7 separate regions of the Mus musculus genome follow, and all the other regions are linked to region 1. Evidence: chromatin contacts called from public Hi-C, HiChIP or PLAC-seq and promoter capture Hi-C data. All regions are on one chromosome and are shown on one strand. Each heading gives the region's core, a stretch centred on a gene start, on an enhancer-like site or on the middle of the called end of the contact. The rest is flanking DNA. Distances are from core to core; before and after follow the strand shown.

Region 1 (3,559 bases), core at 327-2,826:
TGGTGTTCACCGTGCCTAAGAAAGTCTCATGGAGGATCCGTGACTCAGTCTCGGGCTGAGGAGAGCTTTTCTGGAGGCTGTTTCAATGCTAAGTTTAAGGCCAGCAAATTTTGCAGAGGAAAGGCACAGAGAAATTCAACACTTCTGTGATTATTTGGACCTTTGTGTCAGCTTCTTGGAGCCCACAGCTCTCCTGACCAGGAGAACACTTCTCCTGTGAAGTAGTGCCTCCTTGGGGATTTGAACAAAAAGGACCCTGAGGGGGTCTCGACACCTGCTGTTCCTGCTGGACTCTCAACTCTGGGTGGAGGGTGTCCTCTGCTCCCTGGATTATTTGCAGAAATCAGAATGGTGGCCCAGCCACGAGTCTCCTCAGCCTCCTTGGACTGTTAGCTCATTGCACGTCCTCATATTCTTACCAATGACTGCTTTCTTGCTCACCTACAAATGGTCTCTAGAATCCTACCCTCTGGATACCTAGTGACTAGGTGCCGACTCCAACACAGCCTACTCAAACATCAGATGTGATTTTCACAAAGGAGAGGAAAAAGATTCATCTGCCAGCTGTAAGCCAGAGCATCAAACAAACACAAATTCTAAAGATTTATTTTACTTTTAATGGTGTGTGTGTGTGTGTGTGCGCGCGCACGTGTGCATGCGTGCACATGCCCATGTACGTGCCCATGACTTTGTGAGGGCATGTGCCCATGAATGCAGAAGACAGAGCTATCTGATCCCTGCAGCTGGAGTTACAGATGGTTTGGCTGAGAACCAAACCTGAAAACGTAGTGCTTGCTTTATCTGCTGAGCTCTCCCTCCAGGCCCATATAAACAATATTTAATATTAAAATGCCACTAATATACTATTTCCATCAAATGTAATAATACCCACTGAGCCCAAAAGTGTAAGGGACTCACCAAAAAGTCCTGTATCAAGTGGACTATAAAAAAAATTACAGACGTCATATCCATTTAGAAAACCTAGAGATTGGGTGACAGGCTTGCATTGCAGCCAGCCACACCCATCAGTATAGAAAGTAGCTTTCGTCTTAGCCAATGATAACAGAGAAAGATGCTCATTCAAAGTAGCGATAATAACTGTAAATCATCTAGACATTTTCTCACTAACACATGCAGAGAATCTGTATGAAGAAAATATCACAACTTTATAGCTGTTCACAAAAATAACTGAATAGAAACCATGCCTCACTAATTTATGAGTTAAATTCAGTCCTAATAAGAAAATAATTGCTTGCAAATATTTATAGAGCATTTAATCATACATGTTACCAAGCTCTGGATATGCGGGGAGGAATGTCTCTCAAGGGCAAGCAGGAAGCAGGAGAGGAAATAGACAAACTTATCATATCTGATCATCAACGGTGCTGTGGGGTTGACAGTGCTGATGGTTGACTAAAAATAGTAAGCAGGAGATGTAACACTCCTGTGACTAGGCTGATGGGTGTCAGCCTCACAGAGGAGGTGGCACGAAAAGTGGCTTATGACAGACAACAGAAGTGAGATCAGAGCTCTAATGCCGCATTGGTCAGAGAGAGCTAGGAGACGGAAGCCCTGGGCTGCAGTTGGAACCTTGTCAACAAGGGGAATTCTGGGGAACATGAGACAGCAGTTTTTAAAAAGGTCAGGAGTTGTACAGAAATTGTAGGTCACAGGGAGGGGCTTGGAGTTTATTCTAGATTCTTCTTGGAAGGCACTGGACAGTGGTGAGCAGGGAAACCCCTTGTGAGGACTATCCTGGCTGCTGTGTAGCAAGCCAGCAGTGGGGCTAGGCAATGTGGAGGCAGGGGTCTGGGCTGATGACTCTCAAAGCTGTCTTCCTTGGAGATGATGCCATACCAGACTAGAGGAGCAGGGACAGGAAGTGGAATCTGATCAGACTCAAGGCTCAAGGTGTAAATTAGGAGGACTCCAGAGGGGGAGGGGGACTTGCTGGATAGGGGTGAAAGATGGAGGCTTCAGATAGCCCTTGAGTTTCGATTTTATCTAAACAACAGGGAAATGATGTCGTCATTTACTGAGAGAATGGGGGAGGAGGCTTTAAGAAGAGTAACCAGGGCTAAAACGCTAGGTCTGTATAAAACCTGCACAAGCAGACAGAAGAGACAGTAAACAGAGAGAAACAAATGCAACCATGGAAAATATGCAGTGTGTTTTTTTTAAATCAAGCCAAATAGGAAGTATACCTGCCTTTTATTAAATATTTGGCAAGTAAAACACATGCAACACAGACACAACTTTTCATGAAAATATTTTCAGAAAGTTCAGAGAAACAATTATATAGACATAGATTCAGACACAAACTATATATGCCACTATGGTGATGTGTTCTTAAAGATTTTTTTGTCTCCAACTTTCCTTTGAAGGAAATGTTGAAGGTAATGGCTGCACAGCAGGCAAGGGAGTCTGGGAGTTTGATGCTGCGGCAGATGACATCTCTAGCTGGCCTCCCCACCCTTTAGTTTCTTCATATGAGGAATACCAACCCTGGTGTGTGTGCCCACTTTAACAGTGTTGGTCTCTATTACTTGAAACCAAATAGAATTCTTTTTCTTTTTTTTTTTAAGATTATTTTTGAGTGTGTGTGTGTGTGTGTGTGTGTTTCTTGAGTGTAGTGGTACCCTCAGAGGCCAGAAGAGTGTATTAGATTCCTAGGAGCTCAAGTTATAGGTGGCTGTGAGCTGCCCAATATGGGTGCCAGGAACCTCACTCAAGTCCTCTGAGAGAGGAGCATGCACTTTTAAGGTCTGAGCTGTCTCTCCTGGCTCATGTATTCCAGGTTGGGGTGGAACTTCCTATATAGCTGAAAATGAGCTCAAACATTTGATTTCTCTGCCTCCGTCAATTCAGCGGGAGGGCTGAAGGCACACGACACCACACCCAGTTTATGCTGTCCTTGAAATCAAACTCAGGACTTTGTGCATACGGTAGACACTCTGCCATCTGAGCTATATCTGGCCCACCACATAGAATCCTTAACAAAACAGGAAACTTCTCAGTGTCTAGTGTTAGCAAACTTCTACCATATATTTGGGAACCAGGCACACCATGGGGTGAGGTGGGGAACGGGAGGAACAGCAGATCTAAACCTAAGAAAGCTCAACGATAAAAGCAGACCAGGCTGGAGGCGTGACTCGGGAAGTTAAGAGCGCTGGTTTCTCTCCCTAGAGGATGCAAGTTCAATTCCCAGCACCTACAGAAGGCAGCTCACAGGAGATTTGGTACTCTTCTGCCTCCACAGACTCTTGCATGTGCATGCACATACCATATGCATATATGTGCAGTTAAAATTCTTTTTAAAATTTAAAAAGAAAGAGGGGGAGCATCATATTATCAATGTGCTAAAGAAGCCATTAGTGCTTTTACCCAAACAGACCTGGTTTGCTCCCCTGGGTGCTGAAGGAATCTGCTTCCCACTTCCCAGTGCTTAAGTTAGGCCTGTGCAGCTGGCTCTGGTCAGTGAGCTGTGAATGGATGTGGAGGGGGGAGCTTTTAACTCAGAACACTTAATTGCCTGGTTAAGAACCTTTAGCTCTTTCCC
Region 2 (3,559 bases), core at 727-3,226, 490 kb before region 1:
GGACTATTCTCTGGATGTGATACCCACAGGCTACAGCATCCCCTATGGAGTATTCTGCTCAGAATGACCACTCTGAATGCAATCAGGAGAAGGGATCAGACAGACACAAAATAAGGACTGTTCTAACTTTCTTTTAAAAAAAAAGTTAATTTCTCAAAAATCTATGTCATCATAGTCAATAAAAGCCAAGAAAACTTTTCATATTTAGACAAAAGAAACCCATGATAAATAAAGATAGCATACTAGTTGAATCTAGTGGGATCTTGTGCTGGAAAGGGGAGGAGAACAGAGCTGTAGAAGGCATCATTGAACCAATTAGCAACATCAGAAAATAGATGGTAGAGTAGAAAAAAGGAATAGGATTGATGGGAAGTCTGCTGAAGTGGTTATCTGAAAGACTCAACCCTGTTCTTAGTAAATACGACTCAACACTGTTTTTAGTAACTACCAACTAGATTATTAGGGTAAAATTATTAAATACGGTAGGGATAGAAAACAGTTCACAAACTATGTGTGCATTCTTCATATATATATATATATATATATATACATATATATAATATTCATTTATATATGTATATGTATACATATATATATATATATACATATATATAATATTCATTTATATATGTATATGTATACATATATATATATATATATATATATATATATATATATGCGAGTGCACATACATGAATATAAAGAGTCCAGTTATACCCCCTGATCATGCCCCATCTCATCTAATCTTAGAAGTTAGGCTGGGCTGGGTCTGAACTGAAGGTGGACAGGAGTGAGGGAGGGGAGCAGGAGAAACCACAGCTGTTGGGGTTCAGAAAATGGTGCCTAACAGTACAGCTCTTGCCACTGTGAAGGCTTGCAACCAGCGTCTAATCTGATCTTCTCCTATCCTGCCCGCATCTCTTGCATCTTTTCCTTTCCCCAGCATAAGAGTATGCTTCCCCCAAGGTTTCCACAGCTACTTAAATGTTGTATCTCCCACAAGAATAATTTACAAGGAGACCGGAGCTGGCAACACACTGTCTGCGACCTAGGTGACCTTTGTCTAGGACCATTGTCTATTTTTCAGTTCTGCTTACCTCCTTTAAAAACCAGCCCCCCCCCCTCTCTACAATTGCCTACAAACCTCATGGCTCTGTTCCTTGTATGTTTAAGCTTTAACCACCTGGGCTATCTTTGAGTCTCCACAGTTTGACTATTGTACAATTGCAAATAAATGTACCTTTTCTCCCACTAAGCTGCATATTGTACATTTGTTCTATGGGCTCAAGTCGTTAAGCCCCAGGGACTAGATTACTTTAAACTGAAAGCTTTTGAATTGCAGAGATGCAGAAAGAAGTCTAAGCTGATCTTTAGCTTTCTGGAGGTAGCTATTTCCCTAAAGTCAAATGCCCCATTACTCAAGCTTTCTCTCAACTTCCTCGAAGGGCGTTTCTTGATTTCTTTGGGGGAGGCACAAATTCAGCAGCTGTAAACCTCTCTCTAGGGGAGTTTCCAAATCAGAAGGGAAACTGTGCATTTGCATCAGGCTGCAAGAAGCCGCTAGAACTGTGCAGACCTGCCCACTAAAGTGCAATAAATGCCATCTTTGCTCCAACTGTCGGCTGTGTATTTCCAGGCACATAAATAAAACAACCTGTCTTTGCTTCTGTTAATCACCAGGCAGGTATTCTTCAGGGCCAATTCACTAAGGTTAAATTCTCTCTCTATCTCCCTCTTTTTGTCTGTCTCTGTTTCTCTGTTTCTCTGTCTCTGTCTCTGTCTCTGTCTCTGTCTCTGTCTCTGTCTCTCTCTCTCTCTCTCTCTCTGTGTGTGTGTGTGTGTGTGTGTGTGTGTTGTAGGTGGGGAAATGATCACATTTCTCCTTTTCTTCTCTGCAAAAGTTGCAGGCTGTACTTATCTGATTAAGACCGCTACTGCATTATTAGGTAACTAAATATTGTGAGATCACTGTTAGACACACAGTCTACTGCTGACTGAAACATCATTATGTGTGTGCATGACTGGACTCACAGCCCAAGACACAAGATGTTTACTGATATTTTAAGGAAGACCAAGAAAAGAATGGGTCCTATCTAGCCCCTGGTGGGATTCACTTATATTTAAGAAGCTGGAGCAGGGGTGACGGTCATCTCTGTTTCCCAGGACCTTTCAAAGGGAAAAGGACAGATGTTTTGTAGCAGCTGAGGACTTCGTCTTTGGTCTGAGGTCAGCTCTTTGAGCAGACTAAGGCTGGTAAGACAATATCAGAAATTGCAGAAATGTGAAAGACCTTTTGCAATTCTATCACACCTTCAGAACCCCGATCTCTCAAGAGTAAATTGTGGCCTTTGTCTTTAAGAATGCCCTTCCCGGGGGCTGATGAGATGGCTCAGTGGTTAAGAGCGATGACTGCTCTTCCAAAGATCCTGAGTTCAAATCCCAGCAACCACATGGTGGCTCACAACCATCCGTAACAAAATCTGATGTTCTCTTCTGGAGTGTCTGAAGACAGCTACAGTGTACCTACATATAATAAATAAATAAATGTTTTTTAAAAAAGAGTGCCCTTCCCTATAAAATCCAGACACTTTGGTTATTCGCTCTTTGTGTGTGTGTGTGTGTGCTTTTGGCCTCTTGACTCCTGCACCTGCTTTACCCCTCACCCCTTTCCCTTCCCTCCCCTTCTCCTCACATGGCCCAGTTCAGCCTGGTCATATCCACATTGGAATTTCCCAGATATGTCTGCCTCTGGCTATGTCTCCCTTTTATCTAGAATAACCTTTTCTCTACCATACTTAGGAGTGATAGAACCTAGTGGGGAAACCCCCACTCAATTCCTGATTCAGCTTGAACCCAAAAAAAATCACGAAGGACCATCTTGATGTAATTACATGAGGTCGTTTAATGACGGAGCTCCGGGCCGACATGCATCCCACACAGGAGATAACGGATGTCAGCTACGAGGCTAGAAAGCTAGGGGTTTTTATGGGGTAAGGGGCTTAGGGGTGTGGAATTCAGCATAGCAACACACTATTGACTTATTCAAACATCTAAGTTTTCTAGTTTTCCTGACTCTTGTGGCCAGCATTTCATTTCTCTTATCTCTTTTTAATTTCCTGGCTCCCTGTTTCTTACTGATCATTTCTAAGTGCTAGCATTATTAGCATGTGCCACTTTGCTAGGTTCTAGTCTCTGTCATTTACCTCTCTTTGCTCCTGTTTCCTAACTGTAATGGAGATCTCACGCAATGTTCTCTCTCTCTCTCTCTCTCTCTCTCTCTCTCTCTCTCTCTCTCTCTATATATATATATATATATATATATATATATATATATATATCTTTTTGTTCCTCTTCCTCCTCCTTGTCTTTGCTTCTTTGGATATTATCTAATTATCACATCTATATCCTGTCACTTATCTTCTCTTATAGTTCACCTTTACCCTGGTTTATCCTTCTGTCTCACTGCACATCTCTGATTCTGACTCTGGTCTCTGTCTTTGTCAGCCTCATGTTTCCTCAACTCTTCTTCCTGCCTGTCTCTTACTTACTGGTTCTTCCT
Region 3 (3,559 bases), core at 657-3,156, 460 kb before region 1:
AGCCATCTCTCCAGCCCCAAGGTCTAGATCTGCTTTTAACTTTCTATTTAAAATTGTATTCTTATGTTTATTCTCTCTCTCTCTCTCTCTCTCTCTCTCTCTCTCTCCCTCTCTCTCTCTCTCTCTCTCTCTCTCTCTCGTTCTCTCGCTGTGTGTGTGTGTGTGTGTGTGTGTGTGTGTGTGTGTGTGTATGTATATCACAGTGAATGTGTGGAGGTCAGAGGACAAATTTTAGGGTCTGGTTCTCTCCTTCCTTCTACCATACGTGTTCAAGGTCAGCTTGGGTTATGTAGTGAATTCCAGGCCAGCCTCTCACTCACTGCAGAGTGAGACCATTTCAAAAAAGCAGCAATCGAATGACATCTATTGCTTTTCAGCTCCAAAGAGGCCCTGACCATCTTCCGGCCAGATGCTCTGTGAGACTTCTGTGTACCAGTGTCTGTCACTTAAGTAAACAGAGATCGAGTTGTCATCTCCTACATCTAAGAGATCACTAGGAATACGCTTTGCTTTGTGCTTTGCTCATTAATGCTTATGAAATTGAACTATTAAAAAATGACATCTTGAGAATTTCCTTGAGCCATGCTGGGGCTAAGCCCCCTGGATATAGGACATCGTGCTCCCTGTATGTATAATAACTGACAAGTTGTCCCCACTGAGCTCAACACATCTGCAAGAAGACAGTCCTTTTTGTACTATTCTGAAATCTCTGATATGTATTCTAATAAAAAAATCAAGAGTCATTTCTCCAGAGCAATAAACATGTATTGCCTTGGCTATTAAAAATGAATAATTCAATATTCTATATCTTTTTTCCAAATTTTCAGTAATCTTGGGGTCAACTTGCTATTGATTGATGAAATGAACGGTATTACTAGAAAGCTACATATAAAATATTTACCAGCCAAAACCTGTGGACCGCAGTAGTCACAGGAGACTTGATTAAGATGCATGGAATTCTGTAAAATGAATTATAGATTCCAGCTAGCCCGCATAAAAGACACAAAATCCTGGTATTTTATTTGCAAGCTGTAAGGCTAGATTGGACAGGGTGTGAGCTCCTGTAACTTCCACCCCAGCCATATGACCCTTGTTACTCGCTGTTTGAGTCTCGCCCGGGTTATTCCTCTTCCATCAGCCTGTCCTCAGGGTCCACTGTGCTCTTGGCCTGTCTCCTCTCTCCACTTCCTTTCTCCTTATTCTCCTGGTCTCTCCCAAGACCTCTCACTCAATCCTCAAGTCCCTCCTTTCTCTCTCTACTGCCCAATCACAGCCAACTAGACTGGGGAGCAAGGTTTACAAAGCAAAGACTGGTATATGTGAGAATTTGCTCATCTGGAGGCAACCAGATCTTGGGGGCCCACTATTTAGCATTTGAATACATAGCAGCACCAGACCAAGCCCCAACAGATTTCTGTCTGTGTGGATTTTATATAGGTCAGGGCAGAGCTCCTGCTACAACCAGATGAGAGTTGACTCATGGGTAAAATTGGCCACAATGGAGAGAGTCCATTTTGAAACTTCTTCTGGACTAGAATAAATTACAAACTCATCAGGGCTGAAACAAGAAATATCTTAAATATGAAGTTGAGTTTCCATACACTATAGAGGCAATTACCAGAGGCAAAACTTAAGAGTACATTGTTTCTTACAACGATTACCTTTTTGGATGAGAAGAGCACACAAATGTGACATAAAGCCACGCTGGGCAGAGACTGCCGTCTACCACAGCGAGAAAAAGTTAGATGACCGTTTGATTGCTCCTGGGAAAGATCGTTTTTCTCTGTTTTCTATTCTTTCCCTTTTCAGTTTTACTTTAGCTTTCCTCTCTCTCCCTTTCACGAGGGGTTTGGTGGCTCAAGCTCGGGCTGTCAGGTTTGCAGAATAAGCACTTCTGCTCCTCTGAGTCATCTCACTGGCCCTCACGTGGTCATTTGCTCAGTCAGTTGTGCACAGTACATTGACATGCAGAACCCAGACCGTTCGGCCCAAATAAATAGAAAATGTTAAGGACTGGCGAGATGTCTCAGTGGGTAAGGCAGGATGGCTCAGTGGGTAAGGGCACCTGTGAGGACCTAGCTTGAGACTTCATGGAAGGAGAGAACTGACTCCTGAAAACTACCCTCTGAATTCTGCAAGTGCTGGACAGCACACACACAACACACACACACACATAGTGCATTAAAAAACAACAACTAGAATGTGTTAGCTCTTCTCTACATCACTCAGCTCTGATGGGGAAAATGAGGAAATTAAGAAACGATATTACCTTCCAGAAGGAGATTGCATGTAGACGCATACAGAGAGACATCACTTATGAAGAGCAATAGGGAGAAGTTGCAGAGGCTTTAAAAAGTCAATAAGCAAAGCAGTAATGCCCTGGCACTCTTCAGTCTTTTTGAATCTTTGCTTTCAGCTTTCTTATCTGAAAGGTTTTCATGTAGTCTCAAACAGTTCTGCACATTGAAGCAGATCAGATCAAGCCCACTGATTCCTGAGGCGTCGAGTTGAAGCACCAGTGGGGTCATGCAGGGCAGTGCGATCTGGGCTCCGACACCACCCACATTCGCCAGCCTACTCTCCCCTTGCTCGTGGACTCTCAGTATACCAAATGTGGCCAGCGTGTGTTCTGAGTAACCGAGGTGTGTAACACATCTCATTTAGAACCCATGACACTTTGGGCCAATGCTTCAACTAGATCCATTATAAATGTTATATCAGGAAAAGAATCTGGATGGCTAAGAACTGATCAAAATTATGTTTAAACTACTGTTGTGTGACTGACTTTTCCTGAGGAGATATGAATGAGGCCACCTATGACAGACCATGGACACAACTCCACTCAAGTCGAGCTTGGTGAGCCTATAGATGTTTGGGTCATTTATAGGTTTATACCTGATGCAAAGACAAATGTATCACCAATGAGCACAATGATAGCTCAAGAAACCTTGCATGCCAGAGTTCCCTGCCTGGTGTGTATTGGGACTTCCTAAGCTACCTAAGCCTTGCTTCCTCGGCTGCCTATCTTAAATGACTCCCTCCTACTTCTGAGAGGGTGTTTCTATTTAGAATAGCCACATAATAATGCCTGGAGAACAAACTTTTAATTTTTTTAATGTACAAGTGTATATGTATGTGCACATGTATGCACATGTGCTTACTGTACACGTGTGTGTATATGCAGGAGTCCCTGTGGAAATCAGTTAATACTGGGTGTCTGGCTTTCACTTTCTGCCTCTCACTGAACCTGAAGCTAGAGGCAGCAAAGCCCAGTGGCTCCTCTGTTTCTACTTCTCAGCACTGTGATCACAGGTACTTGTGACCATTTTTTTTATAAGGGTATGAGGGATTTGAACTCAAGTCTTCATGTTTGTGCAGCAAGTGCTCTTGCCCAATAGGCCAACTACCCAGCCCAACATTTATCCCTTTCGACTTCTACTGCTAATTTTGACCTTCCTGCAAGGACAAGTGATTTGCCAATTGGGAGAGGGGAGCTTTTTAACAGCCACGTATACAAGAGATGGTTTCTGTGGAAGTCAGCCATCTTTTCCCCTCAGGC
Region 4 (3,559 bases), core at 627-3,126, 420 kb after region 1:
GTACCAACGACTCTAGCTACCACCGTGGCCATCCTGGTGGTGGTGAAAGGTGCTGGCATTCTATCTCCAGCCCACACGGCACTGAGCAGAAACACACCAATCCTGGACACCTTGTTGTGAACCTTCGAGTGGTATCCACAGGAAATGGTGGCTGTTTTCATTCCCTTTGTATTGGGTGGGTTGTCGGACTGCTATATAGATCACTGGAGAAAAACTTTGAACAGAGAGTTGGAAAAATAACTTCTCTGAGCAAGATCAGTGAGTGGCTTTCCAAGAAAATCAGATAGCTCAGCTCGGGCAGCAGAGAGGTAGTGGGGAAGGGCAGGTTACCAGACTTCAGAGAAGGGCTGGCCTGAGATGGAGTCACAGTTTTACCTACATTCTGAGCTTTCTTGGTTCATTCCTTAGAGGCTTCATGTCAAATGCTAAAGTGCAGGGGGCTTGGTTAGGAGTCCACTTGGAGAGGCAATATCCTGCCACTGCTGGAGTCCTTGGCAAACAGGTAGGTGTAGAGGTAGAGATATGGCTCAGGGCTTAAGTGAGCCTTCCAGAGGACTCAAGTTGGGTCCCCACCACCCACATCAGGTGACTCACAGCCACCTGTGACTCCAGCTCAAAGGGATCTGATCCCTTCTTCAGACTTCCATGGGCAGGTACACGTATGTCATATATTCACACAGACAGGCACATATACACAGAAATAAAAGGAATGAATGAATGAATGAATGTTTTGGTGGTGTAGGGAGTGGACCTGCTATACAAATGCACTGACTGATGAGCTTCCATGAGCTAGGTTCACCCAGTCCTTCACACAACTGCATTTGTATTGAGGGCCTTTTCCCCGTTAATTCTCAGCTACTGATCAGAGCAAAAGCAAGTACTCCCCTAGCCGAGCCCCTTCTTATCTTAGCTCATGCACCCTCTTCGTCTTGCATGTGTGCTTGTCTTTGATTTCTGTTTCTCCTCCTAGCAGACAGAAGAGAACTTTAGGCTCAGAGTACTCAGCGAGCATCAGGAGACTTGAGAGACTCTCGATGCGATCCCTTCACATCTGTTAGTTTTTCTTGTATTTCTTTTTAAGGGCCTATTGCTTGCTTCTTTTTGAGTTTGATATAAAGATTTTCCAGAAAAGAAAGGAAATGAGCTAGTTTTTAAAATTATATTGGGTACCAGAAATGGTACAAGTGGTACAATTTGACAAGACTAGGATGAGGTCCCAGGTGACTGGCACAAAATGCTGCCCCATTGACCGATGTCATCCAAGCTTTGTCTATGGGCCTCACTTTGAGCTGTCAGAATCAGGAGAAGCTGACAGAGCCCCTGAGTGTGTGTACTCTCCTCCTGTGTACACTACAGTAGCCTTGAACTCAGCAGAGAGAGGATGGGGTACCCGGAGGGGTTAACAGGGTCGACCCTAAGCCCGTAATGTGCAGTTAGTTGGTAGATCCCTCAACAGTGGCCCTGGAGCCTCCACACCTGTCCTGGGACTCCTGCCCAGGCCTTGTGTCGGCTCAGCTCTCTCTGACCTTCCCCCTGTCTGCAGCTCCTGCCTCCCTAATGCGCTCAGCACTTTTAGCTGTTCTGTGATAGTCTCTGAGGGCGCAAGGATGAGAGCCTTGCCGAAAATGTGCATCTTCTGCAGAAAAGGGCCACAGAACACTTAGAGAGGAAAAAGGGCAAAAGATCAAAGCGGTCTGGAACAGAAAGGGGAAGAAGGGGCTATAAAATTTGAATGAAGAGCCTGGAAAAAGCAGGGATAAGGTAGAAAAGGCTTTGTTTGTAGTCAGAGCAAAGAGGAGACAGGGGAGGAGGAGGAGGGGAGCCCTTCCAAGGAAGAGGCTTCTTAAAAGCTTGTGATGTTGATTTCCTCTGATCAAAGCATCCCAGCTTACCCACACTGTTGATCTCCGGTGCTGAACGAAACTGACATTTTCTTCTGGCACATACTGTTTCTGTGGCCCCTTCATCTTCCTGGGTGTCACCTCCTCTGGGAAATCTCAACTCACAGAATCTAAAACAGAACTCTTCCTTGCTCTCTAGTTCTGATCTCTCCCTGGGTTTCTTTATTATTTGTCAAGGGTTGATTTCATTTAGTCATTGCTGACTGACATTAGATAGTAACCCCACAAAGGCAGGCACTTCTCCAGTCAGCTTTGTTTCCGCATCCAGACAGACTTCAGGAAACAAATGTCTGGAGAACTAATCCCACCAGTTAATGTGTCAAGGCTCCCTACATGTCTAAGACAATAATACTGGGAATGAACGATGGATCAGACAGGAAATGCCCCTAATATTTTATATAACATGACTTGTTTCAGAGGGCTCGCAGTGTGCTAGACACTCTATATGTTGTGCTTTATTTAATAACCAGAGGCACTGTGCAGGTATAACATACTAAGCAGCAGGTGCTACACACACTGACTTACCTAAGCAGCACAGAGAGATTAAAGGCTGTGAAGAGCTGAGAGCCAGGAAGCTGCAGAGGCTCAAATCATACAAAGGTGGGAGTGGCTTACTCCATAGCCCAATCCTGGAGCAGTGCTCTCTTAGCATCCTACTGTGAGCACAGCAGAGTAGTAATGATCTTTGTTGTCCAAACATCCTTTAGTGGGACTGAGGACCTGGGTCCAGGTAGGGCCCCGGGGAGAATCTAGTTTTCTTTTAGGTTGCCATCTGACGGATATCTGGTCCAATGTTCATCTATCTAGGGCATGAGAGAAGGGCAGGGCAAAGGAGAGCTTCCCTGAGAGGAATCCATGGGGAAGTTTACAGAATCCAGGAAGCAGGTGGAGAGTTTCATGGAGCCATGTTCCCTCTTGTGTTCATGGGTGTATCCATGTCCTACGAGCATCAGCCCTATGGGGTGGTAACAGGCTGGGACTTCTTGCAAAGCTCTCCTGGGCCGAATAGTTCTCTGTGAGCTTTCGTCTTAGGTGAGAACTTATGGCAGTAACAGAGCACTCTAGTGTCTGTGCTCCTGTTTGTCGGCCCTCAGGGCTGTCAGTTGTCAGAGTCACATTTTCCAAGTTCACAGTTACAAGATAGAGGCTGGTCTCTTGACTGAGCCCAGCTACTGCAGCAGACTTTCACGGGGCTCACCACTGAGAGGGAGTTCAAGTTTACCTGTGACAGACAGCAGCTTGAGAACCATCTCAGAGGGTGTGTCTTCCTAACGCTTGCTTCTCTGCTTGCTAAATCCGTTCTGACTCCTCCAAGTGCCAACATCCATCCATCACTCCCTTCCAGTATTTACCATGTCTACCTTAGTGTGCATGGGCAAGGCACGGGCAAGGCTTTGTCCCAGAACTACTTTTGAAACAGTTAGTGATGATGGAATTAAATCTGTGCTCATGCCTGCATACTCTCCAGTGGCTTTTTGAAACATACCTAATGTTGGTATTCTGTCTAAACTCTACTCCCACAATTACCTGGCAACAGCCAGATAGGCCTAGCCCACTATAAAAGGGGCTGCCTGCCTCCTCCTCTCTCTCTTACTCTCTTGCCTTTCTCTATTGTCTCTTGCCCTCTTGCTCCCCCTCTCTCCCCATTCCCTTTCATC
Region 5 (3,559 bases), core at 588-3,087, 390 kb before region 1:
ACAGCCAGGGCCATACAGAGAAACCCTGTCTCAAAAAACAAAAACAAAAACAAACAAACAAACAAAAAGTCTCATGACTGATGTCACAATTCCTTGTACTGAAAACTCACGGCACCTAATGCAAAGGGACAACTGATTAGTTTGCTAATGTCATCAGACTTCAGGGATGTTTTGCTTATTGAGACGCTCCTATGATATCCCTCTACCGTGACACCTCTACAGAAAGTCTGACCAAGAGAAATTACCCTGTGTGTGATTGAATTTTCAAGGGCTTTGTTTGTCTTGTTCACCGATGTGGCTCCCATGTCTCTGACATTGTCTTGTATAGTTAAATGACACTCTAGACAGCTGGCTTTCATGTTAAAGGCTGGTCATATGAGCTTATCTAAAGGGCATGCCATCTGACTTTCTTGGGAGTGTTATTTATTGTCTTATCTACACATCAGTTTTAAGTACTCTCAGTTCTCTAAGGAATTGAAAATACACTCCTCCAAAGAATTTTCAAAATCTTCGACATATTGCCTATTAACCACTGAAGAGAAACATTCTCCGTGTTTGTTTATCATGGAACAGTTTGGAGAATACCTCTCCCTACTTCCATGGTTTTAGCTTTGGGTCAAGTGAGATTGTGTTTGAGAGTCCATATTCTCCCCCCATGGAAATAACACGCAGAGCTCCATGCAGTGTGTAAAGGAGTCTTACCATTACATCCCGCTTCTGGTTCAAGAACTTAAATTACTGAGCTGGGAGAGCAAAACAGCAGTCAAACAGAACTGAGCAACTTCTAAAAGTCCTGCTACGAAAGAAAACAGGTTGTGCTACATCTATATATTCTACACGGACGCATAGAGGCAATAGTCCAATCTTGATAAGATCATCTTTCTAGGAAGTCGGTGTGGCTTTCCGACAAGAACATGGCGTACATACTAGGTGATATTGTAGAATTCTAGTTTCTCCAAATCGATAAGGCTGATCCCGGCTATGTTGAAGTCACTAGTTTAAGAAACGCAACCTAGAGCGTCTAGGGAAGGATGGGAAAGCGATTCTTGTGAATTGTTGTTAAATTTTGGTTGCTTGTATTTAGGTGCTCACTGAAAAACTGTTTCCTTTTAGGTGGAGTGAGGCCAACCTGTTCACAGTCCTAAAGCCAAGACACCAGAATGGGTCTTTGTTTTCAGATGACACTTTGTTTCCAGGGGCCTTTTGACAGAAAGCAATTTTTGAATGGAACCACCTCCACCCTAAGTCCTGGGAGAAACAGTCAGTACAGAAACACCCAGCTTTCATGACCAAAGGCTTCTCCCTTCTCCCAGAGAGGCACCATTTGGGTGGAGATGACTAAGTGGAGCTGACCAAGGGTTCATAGCACTAGACGGTTTCTAGAGGCAGTTGAGGGTGTGGGGGTGGAGGTGGGGTGGGGTGCCAGGACTCTCTGAGCCTCTGGTCCACATACACCAAAGCTTTCCTCTCCCCACCCCCACTCCCGCACTCCTGAAAGGAGAAACAGCCTTCTGAATGTGCCAAGGCTTCCTCCTTTCCAAGTCAGCCCTGGGGCGGAAATCTGCGGGCTACACATTTAGGCATCTCCCCGAGAAGGGAGAAGGGAGAAGCCTTTGGTCATGAAGGCTGGGTGTTTCTGTACTGACTCTGTTTCTCCCAGGACCTAGGGTGAAGGTGGTTCCATTCAAAAATAAAATTTCTTGCTTTCTGTCAAAAGATGGCACGAGGCAGAGAGCCGGGGTTGGAGGTGGAGGACTTAGGCGAAGCCTGCGGTGGCCGTGATGCTGGCGCCCGCCCGCGGCAGAGGCCGGCAGCTGCGGCGATAACAGCGATAACGGCGCTGGGCTGCGGACGCAGGGACCCCGCGCGCGCGCGCGTGCGTGAAGGAGGCGCGCGCCCGCCCGCTCGGCGTGCGTGCGGCTGCGGGGAGTCCGTGTTCGCGCGCAGAGAGCGAGCGCGGGCCGCACCGTTGCGGGTACCACGGGCGCACGGGAGGTGAGTGCGGGGCGGGCGGGCGGGAGGCCGAGGCGGGGAGACGGTTGGGCGGCTGCCGAGCGCCCCTCTCTCTCGCGGCGCAGCCTTCTAGGTTCGTGGGTCGGGGCTTCGAGGCCCCGGGCGCCGCTCGCTCCTCCGTGGAGCGGGGCGCCGCGAGCTGCCACGCCCTGGGCTCTGGCCTCCGCGCCTGGTCTCGGGGCTGGGTCTCGAGGCTCCGGACGAGAGACTCGAGAATCTGGGCCACTTGGAGGGGCGTCCAGTGCTCTTGGCGAGCCGGGCCACCGCGGCCTCACGGATCCATCCTGCCCTGCCTTGAGCTATGTAAGCCTCGGGGGCCGAGGTAGTGGTGGCCTGGTTGTCACCGCGACCAAGGAGAAGTGGAGAATACTGTCCGCACGCCACGCCGATGGACCTGCTGCAGGCCCGGAGGGAGGAACGCACATTCTAGGCGGGAAAGGGCCTGTGGTCCCTAGGGTAGGAGAGTGCTTCCTGGGGGAGAGGTGGCGAGGAGGAAGGGAATGGGAGATTTGGAAAGAGGAGACTCCTAAAGATTAAGGCTACATTATTAATAAAAGGTCTGAGTGGAATGTACAAAGCATTGTAAAGGAACTCTTAGATGGAGGGAGCCTTACTTTTTCAGGCTGTAAAGGATGCGGCCAGCTGCAGCACGGAGAGCTAGCTGTGTTTGTGACTGCAGGACTAAAAGGTGCAGGACTAAAAGGCAGGCATTGATTTTTGACTTAAGTAGACCCCCCTCCCACAAACCCCGTTCCCAGCCTTTAGGAGAAGCAGCTTGCTTTGTTAGGAAACGCTACTGCCAAGTAAGGAATTGCCCAACGGTTTGTTTTTGGAGGGAGGTAGGACGATTTGCAGTCTTCACCCAGATGAAATCTGTGTTTTACCTTTGGGTGTCTAAGGCAGACGCAGGGAGTTTGAGCTCTCTGAAGTGTTGACACCTCATAACTCTAGGAAGGGGCCTTCCTTTTACTGAGAGAAAAGTGTGGCATTTTCTCTCTTTCACGTTGGAAGATTTGATTGAAATGAATGGCCACCAGGGAGCTGCAGCATTAAAAACTATTACATTATCGAAATTGTTCTTGGTTGTCGAATGGGACGAGAAGAGAGAAGAAGAAAGCATCCAGGCCTATCCAGAAAGGAAGAGCCAGCTGATGCTGATGCAGTTTGTCAGGGAGAGACCATTGATTTTAGCTGTGGTAGCATTATGATATAGTACTTAAAAAATATTTTCTAAAGCAAAATTTATGTGTTCTCTCTTCATGTATGCATGTGTACCAGAGGCATGCCTAGGGCCTGGTAAGGTCAGAAGTGGGGAGGGGGGCGGCACTGCACCCCCCAGAACTGAAGTTATGAATGGGAATAGACCCTCCACATGAGGGCCAGGAGCTGAACTCTAGTCTGCAAGAGCAACAAGTGTGCTTAACCACATGTCATCTCTCCAGCCTCGAGATAAATATTTCCTTAAATTCAGTTCTTTGCAGCAGATCTATTTTAACTAAAGCAGAGAATCAATCGCGCACGCGCTCTCTCTCTCTCTCTCATGTAT
Region 6 (3,559 bases), core at 481-2,980, 320 kb before region 1:
TAGCCCTCTTACACAGAGGCTGCCTCTCTCTACCCCCAATCTGGTCTCTGCATGTACAGTAAGCATGGTCACATCTATCCAACTTTAGCTGAATAGAGAAGAATGGAGAAGACTGCTGAACCACAACTCGAGCATCCACAATGGAAATCAGGGTGGCAAATGATCAATGTGAAATGAAGCAAAAGGGCCCCATACAAGAAGCCCTTTCTATGAAGTCTCACATAGCAGAGTCAGGAAAGGAACAACACTTTGGGAGGATTTTTACCTTCTGATTGTTCCCTTCACAAGAACATCAAGTATTCATTTCTGAACACTGTTAAAGGGGCAGTGATAAAAATCGGCTTTCAGGTAAAAAACCAACATGTTTTCTTGCACAGCTTCTAAACATGCACACATACACACATATATACACACATACACACATACACACATACCACATGCACATATACATACATATGTACACATACACACATACTACATGCACATACACATGCACACACACACACCACAGGCACATACACACCACAGGCGCACACACACACATACACACACACACACACACACACACACACACACATGCACATGCACTTGTGTACATTTTGTTTTTGTTTTCAACTGTAGTGCTAAGTGAACAACTTCAGTGTTGGGATTTAGATGAGCAGAGATTTAATGCTTCTTGGCCTGCATTTCTTCAGCTGTGACTGATGGATTTGGCTAGTACTCTATTTTTATTTGAAAAATCTAGGCAGCATAAACAAATTCCTTTTGATGACTACAACTCATTTTCATCAAATTCCTCTAATTTTATCTTTGGTTAAAATGGCCCAGGTGTACAGAGCTCACCGTAGAACCAAACCCGCCATGAAAGCAGATTTTTGCATTCTGTTCGACATGGCCATTTTCAGACGAGGGCCATGGTACAAGCGGAAAGTGCTCTAATTACAGAACTCTGGAAGCACCACCCGGAAACAGCTGCAGGCATCACAACAAACGGCTGCTCTGCACTCCTGCCATTCTGGATGTCTCAGGATGGTGTTTCTAAAGACATATTCACCAGCTACTGGGGCAAATAATAGTGTGCTTGGGACATGAAACACAGGAAGTCAGGGGCAGCCTGACTCAAACTTAGAGGGAAATGAAGATCTAAAACTAGAATTGGCTTCCTTGCTGTTGCTTTCTAAGGACTGACTCATAAATCGGTTAAAAAAGAAGTGTGCCATTTCTGAAAGGTAATTTCATTATTTAAATAGTGAATCCACCTGACTGTAAGCAAAGAGCTTATCTACACACGGTTATTTACGAGAGGAAACCATGGAAAGAGTGGGCGTGTGGCCCCGGGGAAAGAAGTTCTGCCTTCTTCCACAGTTCAGCTGACTGTCTGGAGAGCAGAGCCGTGGGCAAGAGCTGTGCCCTAGTCTGTATTGCATTTCATCTTTGTAGTTGTGGCCAACACAGTGACTGTACAATATCAAGGCGGGGACACTCATGTTTTATATCACCTACTGTTACAATCATAGTAGTCCACCAGGCCCTGCTTTTGTTGGGGAAAAGTAGGAATTTAAACCATCAGCAGCAGCCTTCTTTTTATTATGAGAGGGTAGCAACACCAGTCCAGACCCAGAAGAGGATCATGGCATGGAAACTGTAGGAGGGGAGGAAGCATAGGCCAGAGCCAGGCTGGCAGCAGAGTCATAGCTGTGGCATAACAAATGAAAATAACCAAGTCTATTGCACAACAACTTACTGCAAAACTAACAGCTTCACACAGCCCAGATTTACTCTCCCGAGCACTGGGAATCTGGGCCCAGCTGTGCCAGGGCCTCTGCTTAGCCTTCCAAAGAGACAGAAATGGCAGCAGAGCCTCTTCCAAGTTCGCTCAGGGTGTTGGCAGAAATGGGCTTCTTGATGTCTTTGGCTGTCCCTGTGACTAGCAGCTACTGTCTTCCATTCCTAAGCAACTGGCCATCTGATGACACCGCAGCTTCAAAGCCATCTAGAGCAGGAGTCTCACAAAATGTAAAGTGATCATGGGGTTCCTGCCCCATCCTGTTCTTCAGACAGCATAATTCACTACTTTAATGGCAAGCATGTAGATTTTTCTTTTGTAGTTACTTCAGACCATTATTATTCATTAAATGGGTGTTTCTTGGGGTCAGAAAAATAGCTGGATAATGGACTGGATAATGGAGCTAAAGGCACCAAACCCCTAAACCTGATGACCTGAGCTCAATCCTTGGGGACCCCAAGGTCCAAGGAGAGAATCGACTCCAGCAACTTGTTCTGACTTCCAGACATGCACTGTAATGCATATGCCCATAGTAAATAAAAGTATATAGAGGATATTTCTCTGACTGTAGGTCATGAATATACAAACTCATTTATGGAAGCCCACAAGTGAGCAGGCAAGGTGGTGCCTGACTTCAATCCTAGCACTTGGGAATCAGAAGCAGCTCTGAGAATTCAAGGCCAGCCTGATCTACAAAGTGAGCCTAGGACAGCTATGCAAAGAGACCCTGTCTCAAAGGAAAAGGAACAGAAGTGCTCAATGGGGGAACAAGTGCAGTGGGACCCTGGGTAGCAGCCTGGAGACTGTGTGGTGTGAAATGCCTCTATACATTTCTTCTGTCTTTTCCTATTAAGAATACTGAGGTCTGACATAAACCTCGAGTTTCAAAACCGCATGAACCCGGCACAGTTCACCAGCCGTGATGACGGTGACCCAGCCACAGAATCGTGCAGTACTGGTGGCCACTGTCTCCTTGTTTTCCTTATAGTTTAATCAATGCGGCCAATTGGATGTAACAGCGTTGATGTATGAAGCTGTAGCCGACTCATGTTCAGTTCTTTTCTCGCATTCTTTTTCTGTTTGTTTGCTTTTCATCTGCAGTGGAGGCCTTAGCAGCAGACAGCAACTGCCCTAGGCCTGGCAAGCTGTTATGCCATTTCTTTTTCTACAGTCGGGTTAGCACTTTCATATCAAGGACAAATAGGCCATGGAAGAGGATGTCAGCAAATGGCCTTTACTACTGAAATCTTCAGTCTCACATCAAAGCTCAGGGTTAGTAGACCTGAACACAATTGGCACAAGGGCCCTTCCTTCTGAGGGTAGAACAACCTAGAGCTAGTACCAAGCTCTTTCAGCTAGGTCCTGAAGACTTGGAGATCTTTGGAGAACAGGAAATTAGGTGAGGAAGTAAATAGTGTTAACTTTGCATGAACAGGTAGGTTGATGAGCTCAGAGTCTCTGTTCCAAAATGAAATTTGTTTTTTTGTTTTATTTTTGCATTCTGTGGCATTCTATTTTTTTTTTTCAATTCACCCTGGCAATAGCGTTAAGATGTTCTTTGCTGTTTAGTTTTGCTGTTGTTTGTTGCTTTTTACAGAGCATCACTACACCGGCAATGCTGCCTTTAAGAATCAGATCCCTGCTTCAGCCTCCGCAACACTGGGATTACAAGTGTGTTCATTTGAATGAGATGTGCCCCAGAGTCCCAGGCATTTAGACTTGGTCCCTGTCTTAATGTTCTATAGTTGTCAAGAGACATCATGACCACTTTAG
Region 7 (3,559 bases), core at 462-2,961, 260 kb before region 1:
AGACAGCACCTTTACCAGGTCAACCATCTCCTTGGCCCTGAATCTCTCTTTTAAAGGATTGTCTGGGTCAGGGATGTAATTCATTTGCTGTCCTCAGAGAGGACATGGATTAGATGACTGCACAGCAGGTCATGAGCTGGATCCTCACAAGAGCCACTCCATCCTCCTGTTTAATCCGTTCCATATGCCCTCACTGGGTACTACTATCTAGTACGTGCCTGACACTCATTCCGCTTACACTACTGCTCCTTGTCTGTGAGCCCTAAACCGAACAAACCCCCTGATCCCCATGGTAACCTACAAAAAAGGAAATTAGCATAATAAATTCACATAATCCCCAATTAAAACTGACCATCAGTGACTGGTTTCGTTTGACTGGCTATAGGGGGAGACAGGCAAATAGCTTTTCTTACAGACATGCTAATCACTAACATATACATGATAGAAATAACAGATGCCACAAACCCCAAAATATTTTTTGGCATAAAAAACAAACCATATAGCTTGTAAGGGTTTCACTGCCAAAAGGTTTGTCTCTAATTTGCCATGCAGAGTCATTGGCATTGGACCATAGCCACAGTTACAATGTAAAGAAGGACGTCAGACAGCCACGAAGGGAGGCTGGTGGCAAGCGGGGGGGGGGGGGGGGGGAGGGAGCAGGCAGCAGATGGAGGGTACCTTACAGAAAGGAGGTTAACAAATATCTTACAGAAGCTAAATTTAGGCCTTGAACACAGCTACACAAACAGTTGCCTTATATTCTCACTCTATGGCTGCTCCCTGCTTTTAAACCCCTCAAAGCACGACTTAACACCAGCCACAGCAGACCATACAACTTCAAAGGCACAAGTAGAAATTCCTTTGCTTCCCCAACATTACTTCCTTGAGAGCGCTTCTGGATAGAAGAGATAACACAGCCCAGCTTTGATTAGGGGTCTCTGCCAACTTGCTGTATTAAAGTAGCACAGGCTAGGGGCTCTTATCTTTGCTTTCAGTCATGGGGTGTTCCTTGTACACAGAGCTTCAGGCAAAGCAGAGATACAGCAAAAAGTCCCTGGTCCCCTTGTCAGCCGTCAGAGTGTCTATTTGCACACCGCTGACCTTAGGTAGAATACCTAATGGTTCTTGATTTCTTGGTTCATTTGCAGACATACTATGTGCTATGAGGCATCCTGGGAGCATCTATGATTATTTATAGGGCTATACCAAGCTCCTTGGATTATATCTGAAATGAAAACAAGCATAAGTGCTTTGCCGCCTTAAGGAACTCCCTCCACCAACCCAGGCCCTACATCTGTAATAAGCTGTGCAAGTTGGGGGGGGGGGGGGCTCAAGAGACTGCTATCATGATGACCCCATTTAAGGTCAGAATGACATCTGGTGGCAGTTCCTTGACTGGACCTACCTCTCACACCCCTAGCAATGGGGGGGGGGGGTGTCTGTGTGAGTTATGCATCTGCAGAGAAAAGAAACAAGGATGCATGAGAGAATAGGACCAGATATGACAGTGGACGAGACTCTCAGTCAAGGCCTTGCCTCAGAGGTCCTTGATACAGGACATGTGTTTCTAAGCCCCCTCCCCTCCCCAGAAAAGGGCAGTGGACGGTCTGAGTGGGTTCTGTCTTCTCTCCCCGGAAACAACTGTTCAACCCAGGAGCAGACACCTCTGTGTAAGTCATTTCCTCCTCTCAAGTGCCTGCTTCTCTTTCACTGATAATTACATTTGAGGTTACTACAGAAGTTGGCTGGTGTAACTAAACCTCAGGGTCCTCTAAAAACAGGGTAGCATCATTTTTATCTCATTAAGGCACAGATCTGAGGACTTCCTGAGATGATGAAGTTAAGGACTTGGTCCTCTGCTTCCAGTCACGGCAGATTATTTTTGCAGTAATACGTGCATGCAAAGAATCATTTCCTAAACGCATTACAGCCAGCATGGAAATGACAGGTTACAAACGTTACTGTTAAGGATCAATTTAGAGCAGTATGCCAGACTCCAGTGAATCATTTCATCACTTGAAAACTTCAGGATCCCCATTTCCAACACCCACCCGCAGCGTGAGTACGAACTGGAATTCAGAGTTCAGGCTTAACACATGCAAATGTAGTGCTTTTAAGTAATGGTTTTCAGTAAGCCTGGTAAACCAGACCTGCAGAGCAGCCACTGCAAAACAAAATGGCCATGACTGCTTCTCATTTGGAAATAGCATGTGGTTTTCATACTCAGAATTGTTAAGAGCAGATCTCAATGACCAGGGATGGCTTCTTGATTTTTCTCCTTCCTGCGCATCGAGCTGTTTGCACAGATGCAGTCTGCTATGAAAGGGAATGGAAGCAAACAGGAGCAAACAGTCACTTTGCTCAGCTAGGTAATCTGAAGCCACAGCCCTTCCTCAACGAGGCTTTAAGCCAGGAAAAAGCTGACAGAACAAGAGATCTAAAAGGAAGTCTAAATGTGACATGTTTCCTATCACCCATATAAGTCATATAAGTTCATATTTTAGGCTCACTTTGCAAAAACCTCACAGCTGACCTGTTAACTCATGGCAACATTACCCTGCTAGAACACACCTGGCATGAATTGCTGTGTGTTGCGCTTAGCTGAAGGCATATACGTCAGAAACTCGAGCAGGCTGTGCAATAGCACGCTTGCCAAATACCACCTAACCTGAGGACGCTGCATTTCTGTAGCATGCCAGTTTATATAAGCTCTATTATATGTCTTTCTAGCAAAATATGGGAGGTTTAGGGTGACTTCCACATCTGGAAGTTGTCCCACCATTATCAGGATAGATTTGGCTGGCTCCACTTTCTTCTCCCTGATCTGGAGCCTTCAAACAGGAATGACCTCCTTTCTGGGCCAGACTCCCTTTCCATCCTGAGATTTTCACATTAGAAAGAGATCCAGAGCATCTAAAAGCTCTAATGTCCTTATCAAATGTAGCATTACCCACACTGCTCCTGAACCGCCCCAGAATATTACGTTACTTGATGTCTACAAAATTTTCAGGCTTCAAGTCATTTTTCCTTGGTTTCCCTCACAGCCTACAGCCAAGCTCTGTAGGAACAAAGTGCGAGTTCTGAAGAACGTGGGTCCTCCTAAAATAAACGTCTTTCATCATTCCAGTGGGTAAGAAACAAACAAAATACAAGCTCGAAATGAAGACTTTCAGTAGGACACTTGCAGATAACCTCGGGCCCCTTCTGCACAGTAGCTCTCTTCATGGGTTGTGGGCACATAGGCCATCCAGGTGGTATGATCCATCTGTGTTCTCCGTGTGAAGATGTCAGGAGGGAACTACTCAGAGGACTTTCTACTTGGCGTCTCAATGCACTTCCATGGATTGTGACAGAAAGGACTCTGTGGACACCCTAAGGTGTCATCAGATGCCATCCTGTCCCACGTTCCTGAGTTTGTGGCCAGCCTCACATGCATTTAAAAGTGAGCGGTGAAGGAGAAACGGCCATTTTCCCAGTTGACCGCTTTACTACTTAGCTTTCTAGCACTGTCTCTGTATTCTCCAACCTGAGGTGATGTGGAAGCAGTAGGGCAGGAGGA

Evidence for each region. Promoter capture Hi-C pulls out the DNA fragments that hold promoters and counts their contacts. HiChIP or PLAC-seq counts read pairs in DNA pulled down with a chosen protein or histone mark. A called contact is a pair of places that touch in the nucleus more often than the background predicts.
Region 2: an H3K27ac HiChIP or PLAC-seq map of thymic regulatory T cells shows a contact between it and region 1, with 11 times the contacts expected there. The contact joins two enhancer-like sites. A contact is called at or near these places in 1 of 15 datasets of contacts at CTCF or cohesin (the NIH/3T3 cell line), 13 of 484 Hi-C or Micro-C datasets (B cells, the G1E-ER4 cell line, the HL-1 cell line and 5 more), 6 of 115 datasets of contacts at active chromatin or transcription factors (T-cell acute lymphoblastic leukemia, acute myeloid leukemia, bone marrow-derived macrophages and 3 more) and 1 of 9 other capture datasets (embryonic stem cells).
Region 3: a Hi-C map of bone marrow-derived macrophages shows a contact between it and region 1, with 4 times the contacts expected there. The contact joins two enhancer-like sites. A contact is called at or near these places in 1 of 484 Hi-C or Micro-C datasets (bone marrow-derived macrophages) and 1 of 115 datasets of contacts at active chromatin or transcription factors (acute myeloid leukemia).
Region 4: a contact with region 1 is called in a Foxp3 HiChIP or PLAC-seq map of regulatory T cells, with 15 times the contacts expected there. The contact joins two enhancer-like sites. A contact is called at or near these places in 1 of 484 Hi-C or Micro-C datasets (regulatory T cells) and 5 of 115 datasets of contacts at active chromatin or transcription factors (effector CD8 T cells, memory CD8 T cells, regulatory T cells and 1 more).
Region 5: a contact with region 1 is called in a promoter capture Hi-C map of liver, with 3 times the contacts expected there. The contact joins the promoter of B3galnt1 here to the enhancer-like site in region 1. A contact is called at or near these places in 9 of 39 promoter capture datasets (the 3T3-L1 cell line, 3T3-L1-derived adipocytes, the HPC-7 cell line and 5 more), 1 of 484 Hi-C or Micro-C datasets (nephron progenitors) and 1 of 9 other capture datasets (macrophages).
Region 6: a contact with region 1 is called in an H3K4me3 HiChIP or PLAC-seq map of bone marrow-derived macrophages, with 3 times the contacts expected there. The contact joins two enhancer-like sites. A contact is called at or near these places in 3 of 115 datasets of contacts at active chromatin or transcription factors (bone marrow-derived macrophages, embryonic stem cells and large pre-B cells).
Region 7: a contact with region 1 is called in a CTCF HiChIP or PLAC-seq map of CD8 T cells, with 6 read pairs. The contact joins two enhancer-like sites. A contact is called at or near these places in 1 of 15 datasets of contacts at CTCF or cohesin (CD8 T cells), 2 of 484 Hi-C or Micro-C datasets (embryonic stem cells and pancreatic cancer cells) and 4 of 115 datasets of contacts at active chromatin or transcription factors (T-cell acute lymphoblastic leukemia, acute myeloid leukemia, bone marrow-derived macrophages and 1 more).

What each region holds. Positions count from the first base shown.
Region 1 is chr3:69,203,863-69,207,421 of GRCm38.p6, reverse strand. No RefSeq gene overlaps it. Among named protein-coding and RNA genes, the nearest start is that of Arl14, 17 kb to the left of the region's middle. Within about 2 kb of position 1,576, at least 126 of the 459 cell types and tissues checked have an H3K27ac peak or open chromatin away from gene starts, as enhancers often do. A contact at or near this core is called in CD8 T cells, the HPC-7 cell line, bone marrow-derived macrophages and 7 more, where this site is marked.
Region 2 is chr3:69,697,903-69,701,461 of GRCm38.p6, reverse strand. No RefSeq gene overlaps it. Among named protein-coding and RNA genes, the nearest start is that of Nmd3, 22 kb to the left of the region's middle. Within about 2 kb of position 1,976, at least 45 of the 459 cell types and tissues checked have an H3K27ac peak or open chromatin away from gene starts, as enhancers often do. A contact at or near this core is called in bone marrow-derived macrophages, microglia and thymic regulatory T cells, where this site is marked.
Region 3 is chr3:69,668,093-69,671,651 of GRCm38.p6, reverse strand. No RefSeq gene overlaps it. Among named protein-coding and RNA genes, the nearest start is that of Nmd3, 52 kb to the left of the region's middle. Within about 2 kb of position 1,906, at least 14 of the 459 cell types and tissues checked have an H3K27ac peak or open chromatin away from gene starts, as enhancers often do. A contact at or near this core is called in bone marrow-derived macrophages, where this site is marked.
Region 4 is chr3:68,785,903-68,789,461 of GRCm38.p6, reverse strand. No RefSeq gene overlaps it. Among named protein-coding and RNA genes, the nearest start is that of Gm35584, 26 kb to the right of the region's middle. Within about 2 kb of position 1,876, at least 41 of the 459 cell types and tissues checked have an H3K27ac peak or open chromatin away from gene starts, as enhancers often do. A contact at or near this core is called in effector CD8 T cells, memory CD8 T cells, regulatory T cells and 1 more, where this site is marked.
Region 5 is chr3:69,597,238-69,600,796 of GRCm38.p6, reverse strand. It overlaps B3galnt1 (UDP-GalNAc:betaGlcNAc beta 1,3-galactosaminyltransferase, polypeptide 1), which reads left to right and starts at 1,837. Exons shown (of 3, transcript NM_020026.4): 1 at 1,837-1,995.
Region 6 is chr3:69,522,767-69,526,325 of GRCm38.p6, reverse strand. All of the region lies in intron 2 of Ppm1l (protein phosphatase 1 (formerly 2C)-like), which reads right to left. Among named protein-coding and RNA genes, the nearest start is that of Gm52607, 62 kb to the right of the region's middle. Within about 2 kb of position 1,730, at least 73 of the 459 cell types and tissues checked have an H3K27ac peak or open chromatin away from gene starts, as enhancers often do. A contact at or near this core is called in bone marrow-derived macrophages, where this site is marked.
Region 7 is chr3:69,466,988-69,470,546 of GRCm38.p6, reverse strand. All of the region lies in intron 1 of Ppm1l (protein phosphatase 1 (formerly 2C)-like), which reads right to left. Among named protein-coding and RNA genes, the nearest start is that of Gm52607, 6.6 kb to the right of the region's middle. Within about 2 kb of position 1,711, at least 40 of the 459 cell types and tissues checked have an H3K27ac peak or open chromatin away from gene starts, as enhancers often do. A contact at or near this core is called in CD8 T cells, where this site is marked.